Regions from separate parts of the Sus scrofa genome. Here all the other regions are linked to region 1. A link is a contact called in public HiChIP or PLAC-seq data. All regions are on one chromosome and are shown on one strand. The core of a region is the stretch at or near the end of the contact, and the rest is flanking DNA. Distances in the headings are between cores, read along the strand shown. Region 1 holds the start of NPM1 (nucleophosmin). Region 2 holds the start of RANBP17 (ran-binding protein 17). Region 3 holds the start of LOC110257256.

What was found. HiChIP or PLAC-seq counts read pairs in DNA pulled down with a chosen protein or histone mark.
Region 2: a contact with region 1 is called in an H3K27ac HiChIP or PLAC-seq map of alveolar macrophages. The contact joins the promoter of RANBP17 here to the promoter of NPM1 in region 1. A contact is called at or near these places in 2 of 5 promoter capture datasets (fetal liver and liver) and 1 of 2 datasets of contacts at active chromatin or transcription factors (alveolar macrophages).
Region 3: an H3K27ac HiChIP or PLAC-seq map of alveolar macrophages shows a contact between it and region 1. The contact joins the promoter of LOC110257256 here to the promoter of NPM1 in region 1. A contact is called at or near these places in 1 of 5 promoter capture datasets (fetal liver) and 1 of 2 datasets of contacts at active chromatin or transcription factors (alveolar macrophages).

Annotation. Positions count from the first base shown.
Region 1 is chr16:52,780,594-52,783,293 of Sscrofa11.1, forward strand. It overlaps NPM1 (nucleophosmin), which reads right to left and starts at 1,269. Exons shown (of 11, transcript XM_013990662.2): 1 at 995-1,269. The coding sequence starts at 1,052. It overlaps LOC102158455 (a long non-coding RNA gene), which reads left to right and starts at 1,233. Exons shown (of 3, transcript XR_001304781.2): 1 at 1,233-1,319.
Region 2 is chr16:53,158,874-53,161,573 of Sscrofa11.1, forward strand. RANBP17 (ran-binding protein 17) reads right to left here and starts at 1,283. Exons shown (of 28, transcript XM_021076681.1): 1 at 1,119-1,283. The coding sequence starts at 1,136. LOC110257298 (a long non-coding RNA gene) reads left to right here and starts at 1,345. Exons shown (of 4, transcript XR_002339723.1): 1 at 1,345-1,418.
Region 3 is chr16:52,335,349-52,338,048 of Sscrofa11.1, forward strand. It overlaps LOC110257256, which reads left to right and starts at 1,266. Exons shown (of 5, transcript XM_021076821.1): 1 at 1,266-1,466; 2 at 1,583-1,678. The coding sequence starts at 1,266. It overlaps FBXW11 (F-box/WD repeat-containing protein 11), which reads left to right. Exons shown (of 14, transcript XM_021077115.1): 14 at 59-2,545.

The sequences.
Region 1 (2,700 bases), core at 19-2,518:
GGCACTGTGTGATTGAGGTGAGCAACAAAACCTTGGTAATAGAACTACAAGTTTAACAGAAGGCTGCCTCTGCTGCCCACCTCCCAAATCATTTGTAAAGCACCAGCTCTGGAAGCAAGCGTTGTGGGGTTGGAACTATTAAGTGCAACCTTCAGTTTTCCGAGTATCAGTAAGTCATCTGCAAAGAGCGCGGAGAGATAGAAAAAGAACTCTAGAACTACCAGCACTGATGTTAACCACTTAACAAAGACCTCAAGAGTACTGGCGCTACGAACCACTTCACCTAAAATTTCCCGTCCACCATCCTCAATTAAGCCCCAGGACCCCAGGCTCGGAGTGACAAGACACCAGTGAACCCCGGATGTAGCGCCCACACCCCTCCTTCCCCCAACCACGTGGCAACCACGTGCTCCCAGCGGTAGCGGCCTCCCCACGCCGGGCCGCGGCTCCCATCCCCCTGTAACCGGCCGAAGAACCCGGGCCGAGTCTGGGCCCTAGACCTCCTGACCCTTTAGGCCTGTAGGACAACGCCAGGCTCCATTTGTCCTCTCCGTCCAGATAGGAAGCCCACGTCTCACACCCTGATCCCCCACAATCTCTTGCACCACCAACCTGGAGTCCAGCATCAGGCACTAGTCTGGAATCAGAAGCCTACCAACTCACGCAACCCCAGGAAAAAATTATGCCCGGAGCTCTACCACGTGCCCCAGCTAACGCCCAACCCTAAACCGGTGGGTTCCACATTAACTCAGGCCCTGGGCCTCGGACCGCTCACGCTTCAGGCCGCCCTTACTTCCCAGTCACTCCGTGGTGCCGGCTCGCCCTCCCAGGTCCCCATCCTTAAGCTTCAGGACCCCAGCAGCTCGCTTCCCACTCCCGCAGGCCTCCAGCCTGCTTAGCTTTCTCCACCTGCCCAGGCCTCAGTGTGATTTCCACCACCCACTCCAAAGCCACCAGGCCGCGCTCGGCCTTGGCCCAACACGCCAGTACTTACCGAAAAGATAGTTCTGAGGCCTCAGGGGGCTCATGTCCATATCCATCGAATCTTCCATGGGTTGGTGGCACGCACTTGGGTGGGAGAGAAGGCGGACGGAGATAATCCACTAGTGTTGCGGAGAACAGCCGCGCAGGACGGAATCACACCAGGGAAAGGACGCGGGCTCCCTGCGCACATATATAGCACCCTGACGATCTCGCGAGAGCTCTTCAAGTCCCGCCTCCGCGCGCGTGCTCGGAAGCCCCCCTCCCCGCACAGTCTCTCTCCTGCGCAAGCGCTCTTCAACATCACTCCTTGCTACCTCGCCCCCCACCTCCTCCAGGTACTTCGCGGGCTCCCACCGAGCACGCGCATTCGTACCCTGGTCCCACCCACTTCGCCGCCACCGCCTGTGCGCACGCGTACTTCCCCCTCGTAGCGCGCGTTCCCCCACCCTCCAAACCTTCCACGTCCTCTCCCGCTCAGGAGCGCGGGCCTTGCGCCAAGAGCCTGCGCAGCCCACCCTGCAAAATGGCGGCAGCAACTCTTAGCTGGGTTAGGTACGAAGGGCGAGCTGGTTGTAAGTGAACCAGAGAGCAGCTCATTTCTCCTTTCGCCATCTCCTCATGCCTCGCAGGCCTGCAAACAGGCATAACCACTTCCAGTTTTTTGGCTCGCCTGAAGGCCTGAGCCCAGAGTTCATTGTTTCCCCAAAGTTAAAGCTTAAGGTGCCAGAGACAGTGGACTACGGATTGCCACTTGTTGGGGAGAAAAGATGTAGCTGCTGGCCAGACTTAATCGGTTCTGTTTTTAACCCCCTGTCCTTTCTGAGGAAACATCTCCGAATTTAAAATTCTTCGACATTACGTCACTGGGAGGCCAACAGGGGGTTCTAAATCGGTCTCTTTCATATGAGCAGGGCAGGAACCAAGCCTGGGTGATTTCTCCAAAGAGAAAGTTTTAAAAGGGTTGTGTATCCACCGTATGTCCCCACGTAACAGGTAAGAGGCAGATGTGACTATCCCCATTTTGCGGACAGGGAGACGCGCCACGAGGAAGTAAGGTGCCCAGACGGAGTGGTTACAGAAACAGGGTTCTCTAGCTCCAAGTCTAATACTAACACCTGTCTAAAAGCTCGGGGGATTACACGGGGGTCCAGTGTCTGAGGTTGTGCAGTTCTTAATCTTTAACATCACTAAGGTTGTTCTGGCCTGAAAAGAAGGCATTTGACGTTTAAGAAATACACAAACTTAGACTCTGGAAGCGAGCCTGGAAATGAGTATCTTAAAGTACGCTGTCAAACTGAGGACCACCCTTCCCCCAACCGCAGCTCCTCGGGCAGGGGTGCTGAAGATCCCCACAATTATGGTTTTTACACAAATTTAAAAAATTAAAGTACTGTAAAGAATAAAAATAGTGACAGCAATCCCCTACCGCCTTTTCTCCAAACATAGGCTACTTGGGAAGATAAACTGTGATACGCATGAACCAATAATTAACAGAATCAAAATTCAAAATGTGGAGAAATCAATGCTTATTTGTGAATGGACTAAGCTGTTCTCCGCTTTTCCCTGCTCCCAACTGAAAAAAGTCTTTACCAGCTTGGTTCTAGCATCTTTTAAAATGCAGAGTGTGACCAATTACTAGAGAAAAAAACCGAGTCTTGGAAAGTTACTACGGATTGCCACTTGTTGGGGAGAAAAGATGTAGCGGAGAACATCCGT
Region 2 (2,700 bases), core at 33-2,532, 380 kb after region 1:
ACCCTTTCCTTCCTCTTCGCCCGGCCAACTCCTACAATTCTTTCAAGATCCAACAGACTGCAAGTTCCCTGAGTGTACAAATCATAAAGTTTTGCTAGAGCTGTATCTTAGGTGCCTAGCAAACTAGGAATTCAATAAATAAGTAGATGAATGGAAAATCAAAAGTCTTGCCTGAGAAGCATAGCTGTCTCACACCTTCTCCACACACACACACACACACACACACACACACACACACGGCTGATTGCTCCTTTTCAAAGTTCCCAAGATATCCTGTGATTAATTCTATCATATCATTTTTCACATTTACTGTCATTATCTGTGAATTTCACGAAGGCAAGAATGGTAGATGATGTAATCCTTTACCCCAGAACTTCTTACAGTGCTTGAAACACGTGGAGGGCGAGGGGAGGTTCTATAAATGTTTGTTGAATGAATAACTGGATGCAGATGCCAGAGTGCCCAAGAATACAGGAGCCTTCCTTCTCCAGCCCGCGACCCATCCAGACTCTCCCCGCGCTCCTAGCGCGCCCTGCCCCCGTTTCCTCCTCCAATGAGGCTGCAGCAGAGCTCTCCTTCGCAACTCCCCACACATACAGCCCCTGCCCGCTCTGGCCAATTAAAGTCCAACTGCTACGCCGATCCTCTGGCGGACCCAGGCCCCCTCTCGAGCTCAGCCCTAACTGTATGAAGGCAGACGATGGAACCTTGGCTGGCGACACTGCGGGAAGGCTGGTCCCGCCCGGCGGAGCTCCCACCTGCTTGGGCATCGCCAAAGCCGCCCACAGCGCCGTGCGGCGGTACAGGGGAAAGCGGGCTCCGGCGCCGCCGGTCTCCGGCATCCCACCTCCCCCGCGGGGCGAGCTCCGAGCCTGGTCTCTACCCCTCCACCCCTCGCCCCCGAGCTCGGGCCGCCCCTTCCTCGGGCCCGCTCCCGAGGTGTGCAGCCCAGGCCAGTGTCCGGGTCCCCGGCCGGGGCTGGAGGCTGGGGCTCCGAGGTGCCAGCCCCGCGGCCCCTTTGGCCTCCGCCGCCGGCCTAGGCCCTCAGTCTCCAGACCCCGGCGTCCCGCCGGCTTCCCGGGGTGGCGGAGCGCGGACCCGCGGCAGAGCCCACTGACCTGGAAGTGCAGCGCCATCTTCCCGGGAGGCGGCGCCGGTCGGCGCCCCGAGCGCCGGAGGGAAGGAAGCGTAGGCGGGCGCCGCGGAAGCCCCAGCAGCCCGCGGGGTCCCAGCGCCGCTCGCTCGCTTGCGAGCTTGGCCGCGGGGCCTTCGCGTTCGAAGCTCGGGATGGGGCGGGACCGGCGGGGCGGGGCGGGGCGACGGAGGCGGCGCGCGCAGGGCGGGCCCGAGGGGCGGGGCCTAGGGGCGGCGAATCTTAACCGCCCCCTGCGTTCAAGCTTCAACTGCCGCTGCCTCAGGTGGGTCTTGACTTCTGACCCCTTCCACTTGACACAACTACCACAACCCAACTGTCAACCACGACCCCTGACTTTACATCTCCCACAGGCTCTCTTGACCTCTAACCCCTACAAGCACAGCTATTGCCCTTTGCTTCTGAATACCCCGTCTCCGCAACCTTTCTCGTGGCCTAACACCCACCTGCACGTAACAGATCACCCATAACCTTTGACTCCCACGTGCCAACTGCTGTCCTTCACCCCTGTCTCCCAGAACCCACCTTTCACTTGTTTTAAACTTTATTTTGCTTAAAATTAAACTGACAGTCTCTACATTATTGTTAAGCTGTAAAATTCTAGTTCCCCTCTTCTGGTATACATTTCATTTAATATGAACTTATATTTTACACGAAATGATTCCATTGGAATGAGAATTTATTTGAGGAGAAGTAGGTCAAAATCACTGCTTTCTGGTGTTTCAGAAGTTTAACACTTCTAGTTGAGGGACATTGTACTTTAGTGTGAAAAATTACTTAAAAACCCTTATAATTTCAGGTTTACTAGTGGCAGATTCTCTTGGCTTTGTTAACATGAGAACATCTTTATTTCACCTGCATTTTGTAAAAGGATAGTTTTGCTGGGTATAGAATTCAATTTTTGGATTTTTTTTAAACATTCTTTCAGCATTTGAAAAATGCCTTTCTTTTGATTTCTGGTTGCCATTGTTTCTGTTCAGAAATGAGCCATTGGTCTGATGTACTTCTTTGAAAGTAGTTTGTCTCCTTCTCCCACCCATGCCTGCTTAAAATTTTTTCTCTTTCTTTTTTTTCTTCAGCAGTTTGAGTGTGATGTAACTCACGTGTGTGAGAGAGAGAGAACCTGCTTAGGGTTCATAAGGCTCCTTAAATATGAAATCAGTGGAGTTCCCGCTGTGGCACAGTGGCTTAAGACTCTTACTGCAGTGGCTCAGTTCTCTCCAAAGATGTGGGTTTGATCCCCAGCCCAGGAACTTCCATATGCTGTGAATGCAGGCAAATACACACACACACATACATATGAAATCAAATATTTTTAATCAGTGTTTCAAAATTTTTGGTCAGTATTTCTTTAAATACTGCTTCTGTCCCTTTCTCTTTTCTCCTTCTGGAACTCCAGTTATGGGTATTTTCAACCTTTTGGAGTTTTCCATATGTCTCTTATACTCTTTTCTGTATTTTGCATTTTTTGTCTATTTTTCTTAATGTGCTTTGATATGTATTTTTTACTGATCTTTTACCCAAGACAGTAGTAACTCTATTGTTAT
Region 3 (2,700 bases), core at 16-2,515, 450 kb before region 1:
GAATATCCATACATGCTCCCTTTGTTTTTTGTTCTTGTTTCTGTTCTTGTTTTTTCAGGGTTTCCTAGTCTTGAACTACTGGCTACATGGCTACCAAATGCCTAAGGGAGTTCTTCACAGCTGAGTTACGAAGCTGGAATTGGTTCTAGATGCTGGGCAGATGCAAAGCAGCCTAACTCTTCAAGTACCGACATTTCTCACCTCTGATTCCGGCCTCGACTTTGAGAAGGATACCTTAGCCTCACCGACTTTCAGTAGTCCAGAAGCCCGTCTCCTCCCCCCCCAGAGAAAAAAAAACCTAACGCTTCAAATGTAACTTGTTCATATAAAAGGAACGTACAAATCGACCGTCAAGAGAAGACTTGGCCTCTAATTTATATTGCTTTGCACTTTGGTCCGATATTAAGAAACAGCATCCTTCTTCGGTGAAATTTGGGTGCCAAACCACCTGCCCAGAAGGTCCGGGCCTTTTCTTTTCAGAAGTTAGCATCCTCCTTTCGACCGTCCAAGTCATTACGAATTCTGACTTGTGTTAGGAACACGGTGGACAATGGAAACTTTTCTCTGGATTGTTTGAGTAATATTTTTTGGATCATCCTTCCTTTCTGTACCACTTTAATTTAAAAGAACTATCAGCCAGGTTATATTATCTCCCAGCAGGTAATATAGCTCTTTCCTTTTATTATTAGCTCTTCTCTGGACCCGCAGCCATCTCCTGATATTTGGTAGAGTAACACCTTTACACGCGTGCTTGCCTCCTAATTTAAAATACTGTACCCGCATGTAGATATAATGTACATAACAGTTTAACCTCAAGGTTGCTCGAGTCAGGGCCCCGGTGCCTGAGACACTAATAGCAAGTGTGTTCGCTCCTAGCCCCACACCAGGGTTGATGTGGATTTACTAGACCCCTTTCTGCAGTATTCACATGGTGGATTTTCTTTTTGTCATGTCAGTGTGTGCGTGGAGAGTGTGTGTGTGTGTGTGTGTGTGTGTGTGTGTGTGTATTTTGATGGGATTCTTGTTTCTAAATGTCATTTCTAAAGTTTAACACAAAATGTTCTATTTGTCGTGCAGTAAATACGATAGAGAGGTACCTTAACATTTTTTGGTTGTCCTTTTCCTCATACGTACTGCTACGTGCTCATGTCCACGTCCCATGGTATTCATTTGACTTCACCGTCCCGAGGTCCCGTTCTGTGTGTCGGTAACCCTGGGAAGGGAAGAGCGAGGAGCCCCGCTGACCGGCTCCGGCTCCGGCCACCATGCGTTCCCGCCCTTGGCAGGTGGGACTGGAGCCCGGGTTCCCCAGCCAGGCTGGCTCAGAGGTCCAGCGTGAGGTGCGTGGAGGGTCCTCCCACGTGGCACGCGGCCTGATGCCCCTGACTCCCTACCTGTCACCTCTGGGGTCGCCTGCTGGCGTGGCCACTGCGGGCTCTCCTGGCTCCCAAGCACTCCGCAGCCCCGTGTGAATGGCACCGTCACGCTGGCATGCACGGAAAGGGCTTTGGCATCCAGTCGGCACTCCTTTGCCCTTGTTCACTATTCGGTTCTGATTTGCCCCTTGCCGTTGTTTCCAAAGATCAAGGAATTGTTGCTAACCTTTGAAAGGACCAATGAGAACCTCCTGTTAACAAAACCTCTTCTCGCGGAAGCGCCCTCTCCCACCGAGGGGAAGGTGCCTGGGCTCTGTCGTGGGGATCAATGTGTGTGTCTGTGATTGCCTCTTGAGTTGGTTTGCTTTTTTTTGTTTTCCTTAGTCCTTTAAAAAAAAAAATCCTTCCCTCCAACATGTTACTAAATTAATTTCTATTTTTGAGAAGTCAATCTCAACGTGTAAACAAAAAAATAATAAATCTCCATTATCAGGTGGCTGTTGTAAGCCCGACAGTGGTTGTGCAAGTGACTTGACCACTCTTCCTCTTACAGCTTTAATACCAGATTGGTTAGGAGAGCCCAGGGGGCGGGGCGGGGAGGGGGGCGGGAGGAGGCAGTTCTGAACTAATGGACTTTTTGTTGTTGTTTTGCATGTTTAATATAGAAGTTCTTGTTCCTTGGGAGATCATGGCCTTTGAATATGCACACAACCTTTGAATTGTGCCTACTAAATTATAGCAGGGGACTCCGGCACCCAAGGAATTCCGACTTTCTGGGATTATAATAGTAATTCCCAGCTGTACTCTGGACTTTATTTTGCTAACCATAATTGAGCAACTGTAAATTACTGCTATATTAATGTTTTAAAGCACTGGGATAGTCTAACTTGTAATTAATTATGTTTGCCAATTATCTGTTTGAAATAAATTTGTGTCTGGACAGCTATTGAAACTGTTAAATTGTACAGATATTATTCATGACAGCTTTGTACTGTGGAATGTGCTTAATAAAAAACAAAAAGTTTGACCTTTGTCCAATAAATTGCTTAAGTAATGTCAGTAAATCAAGTATGAGTATTATGCAGTACACCTGATCTGGCTTCCTGCAATTGTTACTTCAGCTACTAATTCAAAGCCAATACTCTTAATAAAGTGTTGCAATACTCTGATGTTCTGTTAAGAAATTTTTCAAAAAAAAAAAAAAAAACCGTTCACATGCTGTCAGTAATTCAGTGACATACAATTAATGTTTGTAGATTGAAAAAGTCATCTGCCCTTGACAAGGAGGTGGAAGGCAAAGTACTTTTGTCTGGCCGGTGAGAAC